2 separate regions of the Mus musculus genome follow, and region 1 is linked to region 2. The links are chromatin contacts, called in public promoter capture Hi-C maps. All regions are on one chromosome and are shown on one strand. Each heading gives the region's core, a stretch centred on a gene start, on an enhancer-like site or on the middle of the called end of the contact. The rest is flanking DNA. Distances are from core to core; before and after follow the strand shown. Region 1 has its middle 33 kb from the start of Gm29927. Region 2 has its middle 55 kb from the start of Gm41042.

Region 1 (5,607 bases), core at 1,650-4,149, 1.7 Mb before region 2:
GGTGGACTCTGTCTACTTACTTAGAAGAACTCTATGTGTAGGGAGGTGTCCTGTTAAAGCTCACAGTGTAGTTAGGATTGCTGCAGGAACAGGGCTCTGGACAGCACAAAGACAGCCATGGCTTACATATAGACACAGCTGAGCTCTGGCATCTGAATTTAAATGCAGCTCTTCCTAAGCACTGGAAGCCAGCTTGTTGTCCCACAGGGATCAGAAAAGCTAAGTCCAGAGGGTGCCTTTGTCCAGTCTATCAGTAGGGTTGAGTGAAAGCTCTGAGATCTCTTGAGCACTACCTCACTCAGACACACATAGGTCCACACTAATGGCGGGAAACGAATTCTTCTGGGCCACTAGAGACGCCCGTGGTGTCCTCTGCCATTATCTTAGTGTGGGAGCTCTCAGGTCCATATGGACATATTGCATCTCTATTGTAGCATGATGCTGGGTTACAAGGCATTGTAAGCTTTCTTTCACATTTAATATTCATACCGTTGCATATGATTTTGCACACTTCAAGGCATCTTCGTAATATATTGTGTCCGTAGACTGCTTCCACCAGCTTCATGCAGCTAGGCAGTCTGCTTCAATCAGGCATGCCTTCAAATCACATCAAAGTCAAGCTTTATGACGCATTGAGGCAACTTACTGAGAAGCAGATGGTGTCACATTAGTGATGTTTTATTGTAACTACATTAAGCATTCCTTTAGAAAGGAAGGATAAGAGGTGTCCACAGTGCAGGATGGAATTCAGGAATGGGGAAGCTCTTGATGAATGTAACAGTATCTCACACCCTGGGGGCTTACTAGGGAGAACAGTCCCTCTCTTTCTTTGTGTTTATGTAGAACATGTGATTTACAGAATGCCCTGAAGGCCATGACGTCAGATTCATAGGTGAATTCAGTCCGGTCCAGACTCTGGCACCCCATCTCCTGTTTAGACATCTCTCTCTCTCTCTCTTTGGTGACCACACATTCATATAGAATTCAGCTTGTCTAAATAAGACACACCTATTTATTTATTTATTTATTTTTAAAAATATTTTTTATTACGTATTTTCCTCAATTACATTTCCAATGCTATCCCAAAAGTCACCCATACCCTCCCCCCCCCACTCCCCTACCCACCCATTCCCACTTTTTGGCCCTGGTGTTCCCCTGTACTGGGGCATATAAAGTTTGCGTGTCCAATGGGCCTCTCTTTCCAGTGATGGCCGACTAGGCCATCTTTTGATACATATGCAGCTAGAGTCAAGAGCTCCAGGGTACTGGTTAGTTCATAATGTTGTTGCACCTACAGGGTTGCAGATCTCTTTAGCTCCTTGTATACTTTCTCTAGCTCCTCCATTGGGGGCCCTGTGCTCCATCCAATAGCTGACTGTGAGCATCCACTTATGTGTTTGCTAGGCCCTGGCCTAGTCTCACAAGAGACGTCTATATCAGGGTCCTTTCAGCAAACGCTTGCTAGTGTTTGCAATGGAAGACACACCTTTTTTTGATTGCTTCTTCTCTTGAACCTTAATCCCCTTGAAACACCGGGCATTTCTCCCAGTTGTCTCTGGACCAGCTTGGGCTTGAAGGATGTCTAGGTTTGGAGGAAATAGGAACAGGGTCATTTGTGTTAGAGAGATAAAGATGTGCAAAGGACCAGATGAACAAGGAATGTGGAATAATCAGGAAATGTAAAGTTAACTCTTGCTGGGAGGTGGGAGGGCTGGCCAGGTTTTCCAGGACACAGTGGTGGTCTGCCTGAGCATCTTGTTTTTGAACACTTACCAGAGCAGCCCAAGTCAAAGTGAGGAAAGTGATAAGAACCAGATCACAAGGATTTTGTCTGTCATACCAAGGAGCTGATGTTTGTCCTCAAAGTCAGAGGATCGTGTGGTGTGTTTTTTTTTAGAATAGTGTGACATGTTCATATTTAAATTCAGAAAGACACACCAGAAAACCAATTTAGTGGGATAAGGTTGAGAGCAGAGTGGCCAACTGGGAATTGGGTTCTCAGCTGCATTGATTCTAGGTAGGCACACTGAGGGTAATGGGTTGAAGTGAGGACAGCCCCATGAAGAGATGCTAAGGATATCGTAACAGTAGTATCCAGTGGCCATAGAGGATGAGCTGGTGGTGAAGGGGGAGATACGCCATAGGTTACTGGTTTGGGCAACTATGGGATGTGAGACACTCATCAATCTAGAAGGTCAGCAGGCTTGGGGGAGTCTGAGGACATTTGCCTAGACTTGTTTTATTTCCTGACATGGTATACATCGTGTTTTGTGCTGTGTTTTATAACTCATTCTCTTTATATTTGCCATGCTCTCTCTCCAGATGGATTCTGATTCTTCCAAGGATCAGGATCACAGCGACCAATGTGCTTAAGCCCCAGCATCTTTAAGTCATTATCACACCTTGAGGGGGTCACATCACTAAACACAGGGACACGAGGCCCCCAGCTAAGCACCATGAACAGCTGTGCACTGGATCATTTGTACTGATGGGGATGGCAGGACCTTTGCACTGGGACATGACTTCACCCTGAAACTTTTCCCCTGAGGGGAGCTAAGCCCCCAGGCCGAGGTGGCCTTTCTGGGAAGCAGACCCACATCTCATGTTGGACAGCAAGAGGCTGAGGGGCAATGGGGTGATAACCCAGGCTTTGGGGGTCTTTCTCTCTCTCTTTCTGCTCCGCAGAACCCCATAAATCCTTCAAAGAGAGTAATTAATTTTCCCCAGCTAAAGAGTGTCTTTTGCATTCTTGAAACAAATGAAGGCGAAATGTACAGAGACTTCTGGGAAAAGCCAGTGTGGCGTGAGCACAACCGCTGGGTGTTCCTATGCAGTGGAGTGGCCTTTCTTCCCCTCCCCTGAATGGTGTTCTTTGCTCTCAAGTTAACTCATGCACTGGATTCAGTCCAAGTACATTTTGTTTCTTGACTGGAAGCCAGACTTCTCACAGTTAGGGAGCATTCTCTTCTCTACTCCAGTCTTTCCCCAGACTCACTCTCATCTTATGATCATTTCAGCTTTCCTATGGGGTTGATATGATAGTGAGGAGAACCTACTGGCTTAGGTAGATCTTCCACTTAGACCGAGACCCCAGTGTCTCCAGCCAGTCCTCCACTCCGAGTCAGTCTGCTTGGACAGGCTGCTCTGCAGGCAGCAGAGGCAGAGCACTTCTGAACTCTGCCCTCTGCAAATGCTTTCCAGATGTGTGAACCCCTGCCTCCCAATTCACTCTGACTGTAGCCCTGCCAACATACATCTGCAGATTCCGAGTGCACAGGAACTTGAAAGAGGAGCCTCGACAACATCTGCCGCCTTTCCCTAGCTCTGCCTCTTGGCCTTCTGAGACATTGCCCCATATTTCATCTCCTCCCTTACAGCAACCCATTCAAGAATGACCCTCCAGATCTTCTCTGTTCACAGAGGCTGGTGTGTCGGTCTCTCCCCTAGCCCGTCTTTGGTTGGCTCTTGGGACAATTGACTGATATATCACCAGAAACATCAAGGAAAAGTTTGAACTCCCCAGGGGAGGAAGAGCTGATCTTCCTCTCCTGGGCTGGTGACAGTCCTCAAACTGTGAAGGGAGGGTTACCCATGAAGAGGCTAACACAGAGCCCTATAAATAAATAAATAAATAAATAAATAAACTCCCAAGTCTTCGGTAGAAAGATGGGAGAGACATCCCTTCTTCAAAGGCAAACAAGTTTGGCTTCTAGAAAACTGAAAGTCCTTGTGTGCAGAATGAGTGTTCCCCACCCTCACCCCCTACCAAACACACCCCTCATGGCATGGTAGCCACTGAACTGAGAGATCAGATGAAGACCTTTTCAGAATTCCAAGGAGTGAGGAAAGAGCCAGGCATCCTTTCTGTGAAACAGCAGATGTTTCCTGGGGCCTTCACTCTCCCTAGGGAGTCATCTGATGGCTAAAAAAATAGATGCTCAACCTTAACTTTGCCTTTGATCATTACAGACCCTAAACTGTCCTCCTACATTGGGGGCGGGGCATAAACCCTAGGAGAAGAAAGGCTGGTAACATGTGAAAAGGGACAGAGAGCAAATGGGCCTTCAGGCTTACAGTTTGAGAAGGAAATAGGTCTAAGGGAGACCGTTCCACCTATGTGGGACTAGATCTCAGCCAGAGAGGCCTATCTGAGTTTATAAAGCCAGCTGTCTTAAACATGGCATTAGCCCAATGACAGGGACAATGTGGCCTGAAAGATCACTTTTTGTTTTGCCCTCTGGATCTGTGGGGCACTTTAAATAGGTAACAATTATTCTCTGCCTAAGTAGTCCTGGGCACTTTGTTCCCCAGAGTATTAATTCATAGACCTATTATTTAAAACAAACAAACAAACTACAAACAAAGCCAAAAAGCAAAAAACAACACCAGTTTTATCTTTAAAGCTTTGGAATAGCAAGGTGATGGGCTGAAGTTAGGTTTGGAGTTTCCTTCTTCCCCAACGTCTTCCCAGAGAGCTAACTCAAGGCTCCATGGCAGTTCTACCACCATGGCAGCGATTTTCTAGAGAACAGAAGAGGCTACGTCCTCCAAAGATGTAGAAGGAAGAATGAGCACAGGGTGAGGCAATCTTTTCTGCTGCAGGATAATTTAACCACTGGTTGCTTGGTGAGCTCAGTTATCCTCACAACCTCTTAAAGAGAAGAATCCAAATTGCGTGGGTGATGACTGAAAATAATCCTGGGCTGGTGAAGTTGGATCTGACCTGGGAGGAAATACAAGTGAACCATGAGGGGCTGGAGAGATGGCTCAGTGGTTCAGACCTCTTGCTGCTCTTGCTGAGGACCTGGGTTCAATTCCCGGCACCTGCATGGTGGGTCAATACCATCTTTAACTGTAGTTTTAGGTGATTTTATGCTCTCTTCCTGCCTTGCTGGACACCAGACACAAATGTAGTGAATGACATACATGTAGGAAAACACCTCCCCACAAGATAATAACAATAAAAACACTCGAGCCATATTTTCCTCCTGAAGTTGTCATGCGTTGGGCTTCCCTGAGTGTGGTCATTTTATGAGAGTGTCTCTGTCTGTCTTAGGGTTTTACTGCTGTGAACAGACACCATGACTAAGGCAACACTCATAAGGACGTTTAACTGGGGCTGGTTTACAGGTTCAGAGGTTCAGTCCATTATCATCAAGGTGGGAACATGGCAGCATCCAGGCAGGCATGGTGCAGGCAGAGCTAAGAGTTTCTCATTTTCATCTGAAGGCTGCTAGCAAAATACTGGCTTCCAGGCAGCTAGGACTAGTGTATTAAAGTCCACTCCCACAGTGACACACCTACTCCAACAAAGCCACACCTCCAAAGAGTGCTATTCCCTGGGCTAAGCATATAGAAAGCATCACATTGGCCAAGGAAGCTGTGGATAGAGACTTGAACCAAGAAGAGGGAACACTTTAGCCAGGTTAGCCTTTGTTCTGCAGAAGGGGAAAAGATGGTGGTGGAAGGCTGTGAGTTTGAGACGATGTGAATGCCAAGACAAGGATATGTCAGATTCTCAGATTGGTCCAGGTGTTCCAGATGCTGATCTATAGGTACTGGCATTGTATGCGACCAGTATTCTGTCTCTTGTCTTACAGTCTTCTT
Region 2 (5,915 bases), core at 140-2,639:
GTGGACATTAGTTACATTCAAAGTGAAAGGTCACTTGGCTGCCAAGAGCTAGCTGAAGTGCCAAGAACCCCTGTCAGGTTCTAACGAGCCTGCCGCAAAACCCAAGGGCTGGAAAAGGGTTCCAGACTCCTACCTAGGACCTCCCACTTAACAGAGAGAAGGAAGGGATGATGCTGTGTCATGGGGAAAACAAACCTCGTGTGCCCTTGCTGTTAAAGTAGAAAGCAAGCCACATGCACCAATCTCTCTGATAGGTTAGCCAAGAAAATGCCACTAAAATCATCCAGTGGGATTGGTTTAAAGATTTCCAGTCAGCACAAACTATTAAAATGAAATGAAGTCGCAGCTTGCTCTCCAGTAAGCCTTATCTTTCAGTTGTCTCGGGGTTTCCCATGATTTTAGGATAAGGCTAATGTAATGTTTGCTTCAGGTGACTTAGTCATCATTAGAAAAGGAGAAGGAGACAAGCTCACTGGGTTATTGCTACCTTTGTGCCCCAAAGCGAGGCTTAACTCTATGAGTCCATCTACTAGAACTCAGTTTAATTTCTTCTCACAGCCAGTGGTCATGCGCACTGCAGGCAGAGGCCTGGAGAGGAGCTGGTATGCATGAGGCTTCCAAACCTCCAACGCTAAAGCCATCTACCTCCATTTCAGTGCACAAGAGGGCTAACCAGTACCCCGGAGCTCTTGACTCTAGCTGCATATGCATCAAAAGATGGCCTAGTCGGCCATCACTGGAATGAGAGGCCCATTGGACACGCAAACTTTATATGCCCCAGTACAGGGGAACGCCAGGGCCATAAAAGGGGAGTGGGTGGGTAGGGGAGAGGGGGTGGGTGGCTATGGGGGACTTTTGGTATAGCATTGCAAATGTAAATGAGCGAAATACCTAATAAAAAATGGAAAAAAAAAAAAAAAAGAGGGCAATCAGCACTGGAAAGTGGAACTCTCCAGGCAGAGACTGTAGCCAGCTGAATCCCCCACCAGCACTCTCTCCTGCCCTGCCCCTGCCCTGCCCAGTACCCTTGGCAGCCCATGTCCCCATAAAGCCCCACACCCCAGATCTTTCCTCAGAGGCAGCTGTGACCTATTCCCTCAGGGCAAGGCACTGTATTTTCCGAGGTAACACCTAGCTAATCTCACATAATCTAGTCTGAAAGAGTCAGTGCATATTATCGGATTAATGGGCTATTACTCCTAGAAAATACAATTTGCATCCTAGAGACCCAAAGTCTTAACCAAAGGCACGCCAGGAAGGGAGTCAATTTTGCAAGGGGTGGAAAGCTCAAGAACAAATTTTAAAACTCGGAGCAGCTGTGCCTACTCCCACAGCTGGGAAAGTTTCGAGTTTCATGGTTTTAAAAGCTACCTAATCATGCCTCTATGCAATCTTTGTTCTGATGTTTTTCCTCCTCAGCAGTGTGGTGCACAGGGGCCAACTTCTCTTAACCTCAGAACAACAAAGGCTGATCATGGAGATGCTATATTTCATTTCAGGGAATTTTTTAATTTAATAAAGTATTACCACCTTACACTTATTTAAAGTACCTGTGCCTTGTATTTAATTATTTTTATTTCGGTCTATTTTTAGTAAACGTAACTACTTCAAAGATGTATAAAAATGTTTTTTTTGTTTTGTTTTTTTTTATTACATATTTTCCTCAATTATATTTTCAATGCTATCCCAAAAGTTCCCCCCACCCTCCCCCCCCCCACTCCCCTACCCACCTATTCCCATTTTTTGGCCCTGGCGTTCCCCTGTACTGGGGCATATAAAGTTTGCCTGTTTAATGGGCCTCTCTTTCCAGTGATGGCCGACTAGGCCATCTTTTGATACATATGCAGCTAGAGTCAAGAGCTCTGGGGTACTGGTTAGTTCATAATGTTGTTGCACCTACAGGGTTGCAGATCTCTTTAGCTCCTTGGATACTTTCTCTAGCTCCTCCATTGGGGGCCCTGTGATCCATCCAATAGTTGACTGTGAGTATCCACTTCTGTGTTTGCTAGGCCCCGGCCTAGTCTCACAAGAGACAGCTATATCACGGTCCTTGCAACAAACGCTTGCTAGTGTATGCAATGGTGTCATCGTTTGGAGGTTAATTATGGGATGGATCCCTGGATATGGTAGTCTCTAGATGGTCCATCCTTTTGTCTCAGCTCCAAACTTTGTCTCTGTAACTCCTTCCATGGGTGATTGTTTCCAATTCTAAGAAGGGGCAAAGTGCCCACACTTTGGTCTTCGTTCTTCTTCAGTTTCAAATGTTTTAAAGAATAGCTATTCATTACAATAGCTTTTTGTGTTTTGGGATTTGGGGATATGTTGTTTTGTTTTTTCAGTTTTGTTGTTGTTTTGGCTCTTGGTTATTTTTAGACAGGGTCTCATGTAGCCCAGGCTAGCTTCAGATCAATATGTTGCTAAGGGTGGCCTTGAATTTCTGGTCTTCCTCTTCTTGAGAGCTGGGATTATAGGCATGCAACCCTAACACCATGTTTATGTGGTGCGTGGAAACAAAAGCAGGGATTCCCATGTGTTAGATAAACACTCTAGCAAACAAGCCATATCCCCAGCAGCTCATTATAGATATTCTATGTGTCAGCGTGGTATACTACATATATACGCACTCACAAACCTATGAGCTAGAAGACCCCTGTTTTTCAGATAAGAAAATGGAGGTGCCGGGAAGAGAAGGTTACTCTGCCAGGATCACATAGTTGGAAGCATTAGAAGAATGGGAGCCGAGCTCCACCTCCTGAGCCTTGCCTCTCTCTGTCAGAATAACTACTTTCTCCAGCCAACTGGGAAAGGAGAATCCATAATTCGGCTTTCTTGGGCTTTTCAACCTTACAATAACCAAACCTATATTTTTAAAAAGTCCCCCATACCAGAAACATCATTAGCCCCAGGAAACTTGTTAAACACTGTGGATCCCACCCCAACCGTAAAGTATAAGGAGCTCTGGGGTGGGCTCTGCCCTGGAGCTCAGCAAGCCCTCCAGATCACCCTGGTGAAAGGCAAGCTTCACTGAAGTCAGTCATGAGTGTGGGTTCTTAAAGTTTGGGGATGGGTCAGCTGCAACCCACTTCTTTTTGTTTGTTTGTTTGTTTTTTGTTTTTTGTTTTGTTTTGTTTTGTTTCTTTCAAGACAGGGTTTCTCTGTATAGCCCTGGCTGTCCTGGAACTCACTTTGTGGACCAGGCTGGCTTCAAACTCAGAAATCTGCCTGCCTCTGCCTCCCGAGTGCTGGGATTAAAGGTGTGTGCTACCACCCCACTGCTGCAACCCGCTTCTTAACATCAGTTTCATGCGTCTTTTCTTTTCAGTTAGAAACTTGCATGTCACTTTATTGTAACCCTAGAGAGATTTGAACTAACAAGTGTTATCGGTGAATGCTTGGCAGGTATGTAACCCTAGGAATAGAAATGAGGTCATCTATACAGGAAAAAAAAAAAAAATCCTCAAACACAAATCTTGGAAGGTTGCCTGTGGAGTTTGAAAGTGATGTGATGAGCTTTAAAAGAACAGAAAAGGTTATCTAACTTGGTTTCCCCTAATCAGTTCCATTAGCCTATGCCCTGCCTGTGTAAGATTATGCACGGAGCTGTTAAAAGTTCCCAGAGGGTTCAGCTGCCGAGCATCTGAACTGGACGTCACCTTTTCTCTTCCTCCTCTGCTCCTTCTTTCTTAACCGGAAATAAGACAGGAAAGGCAGCTTTAGCGTGCAGCATGCTAGCAGCCACCCTGCCTTTCCACAAGTGTTCACAAGATGGCACCAGGCCAGCCTCAGGCGCACCGCGCACCTGAGCCCGTGACTCAGAGGCTGGGACAGGCCTTCCATTTTCAAGGAAGTCGATTCGACATTGTTTGCCTGTGCCTGAGCTTCGTCCAGTAATGGCCAGGATAAAGAGTGGAAAACCAAAATTCGTGAATATCCTCCTATCTTTAGAACATTGGACTGAGAAACAGAAGGGAAACTTCCTCGCTGGGGCCAGGTCAGTGACCTTGGCCTTCTTAGACCAAGGACAAATGGTGGGGGCCTGCAGAAAGAGGGAGATGCTCTAGGGTAGTGCTTCTCGGCCTTCCTAATGTGTGACCCTTATCACAGTTCCTCATGTTCTGGTGACTCCCCCACCCCCAACTATAAAATTATTTTTGTTGCTTACTCCATAATTGTAATTTTGATACTGTTATGAATTATAATCAAGTAATTCTGGAGATGACGGTTACCAAAGGGTTTGCAACCCGCAAACTAAGAACCACTGCTCTAAGGGGAAACAGGCTGTATTCTGGTCACATAGACAGCAATGGACTTTCAGCTCAGGAACTTAGAAGTTCGGGGGAAGCAGTATGAGGGTGGGCAGTGACACTTGCTGAGTGACTTTGAGCTATCTGCACTGCTCCGAGTCTTGGTTTACTGAGCAGGGATGCAAGGAAGAACACCACAGACAGTGAAGAGAAGTGACTGTCCCCAAGACATCGTTAAGCTCTTCCTCTCTGAAGTGACCATAAGAATTTTCACAGGTACCCTCTCACATCCACAGGAGTTCACCAACAGGGTAAAATTCACTATTAACATGTTTTATAAGCATACCCCAGGGAATATACCCTGACATGGCCTGAAATATGCTTTCAGCTTCTAATACTACAACACAGGAAGATCAGGACCAAACCCTGGTTTGGATCAAACCACAGACCTTCCCCTTAAAGCCCTAGGAGAATGCCAGACTCTCTTCCTCTCCAAGCTGCACATACATCGCACACCCAGAAGATAGATTCACGCAGTAATGCGCTAATCCCTAGATGGTCAGTGGAACAGCACACCATTTACCCACAGAGAAGAACACTACAGCCCAGGACTGGGGTTTTAAGTGGAAATTTTCTTCCCAGAGACATTATTTTTCCCAAAAGAAGAGCGCCCTCTACTGGTGAGTTGACACTCTGCTGGGAAAGGGTTGCATTCTGGGTTGTGTCAACAAGCTCTCATTAAGGGCTGTTTTTTAGTACCACACCACCAGGGTAGAAACAGATAACAATTCAATTCCATAGATGTTGATAATACAAAGCACAAACTCCATTAGACACCAGCACGCTCTACTTTACTATCGGGAAGGACCGGAGTCCCTTTACTAAAGGAAGGGACCAAGAGAGGATTCAAGAAACCCCCTCCATCCTGTGGACCACGTTAGAGAAATGTTTCCCAGGGACGGTTTCATCCAGCATTTGAGACTTAAAAACATCACACCGTTTAGGAGAGATTTCAAACAGCCTAATGAAATATTCATCAAGAGAAAAAGAACGTCTGAATTATTGACATCCAAACAGTGGAATATTATGCAACTTTTTTAAAAATGAAAAAGATTTCTTTATTATTATGAAATAATCTTTGTATCTTTAGTTTTAAAAAGTTTATATAAAGGAAACTATGTATTTCATATGTATTTCATACATAGATTATAATACGTATCTATGAGCTATCATTCTTATAAAAGTATGTTTACTTGTATTTGCTCCTACCTACATAATGTAAAATATTTCCAAATATCTACACATGGGACTGATGGCACAGTATGTTACAATCATGCTGAATGCCTTGTATATTAGCATATGCATATATTAGCTCACATATATCTAGCCTTCCCAAAGCCACCCAGTAATGCAGCAACTATTTCTTGTCATCCACAGTCCAAAGATGAGGAGACTAAGGGACGAAAAAGTTAGATTATTCATCCAGTCTCTACCAATAGGACCCTGTTTCAGGAGGCCATTCCAAGGTGTGTGCAACACAAGGAAGCTGGAGCAGAGAGAATTTAAAATCCCACCTTGTTAAGTTTGGGAAAACCCTATCTAGTGGTTTTAAACATACATTCCCTTTGATTAGACCAACACACCCTTTGCATGTGCGTGCATGTGCGCACA

The links. Promoter capture Hi-C pulls out the DNA fragments that hold promoters and counts their contacts.
Region 1: a promoter capture Hi-C map of second pharyngeal arch cranial neural crest shows a contact between it and region 2. The contact joins two enhancer-like sites. A contact is called at or near these places in 1 of 39 promoter capture datasets (second pharyngeal arch cranial neural crest) and 2 of 484 Hi-C or Micro-C datasets (nephron progenitors and uterus).

The regions. Positions count from the first base shown.
Region 1 is chr13:102,623,008-102,628,614 of GRCm38.p6, reverse strand. No RefSeq gene overlaps it. Among named protein-coding and RNA genes, the nearest start is that of Gm29927, 33 kb to the right of the region's middle. Within about 2 kb of position 2,899, at least 134 of the 459 cell types and tissues checked have an H3K27ac peak or open chromatin away from gene starts, as enhancers often do. A contact at or near this core is called in second pharyngeal arch cranial neural crest and uterus, where this site is marked.
Region 2 is chr13:100,938,840-100,944,754 of GRCm38.p6, reverse strand. No RefSeq gene overlaps it. Among named protein-coding and RNA genes, the nearest start is that of Gm41042, 55 kb to the left of the region's middle. Within about 2 kb of position 1,389, at least 14 of the 459 cell types and tissues checked have an H3K27ac peak or open chromatin away from gene starts, as enhancers often do. A contact at or near this core is called in second pharyngeal arch cranial neural crest and uterus, where this site is marked.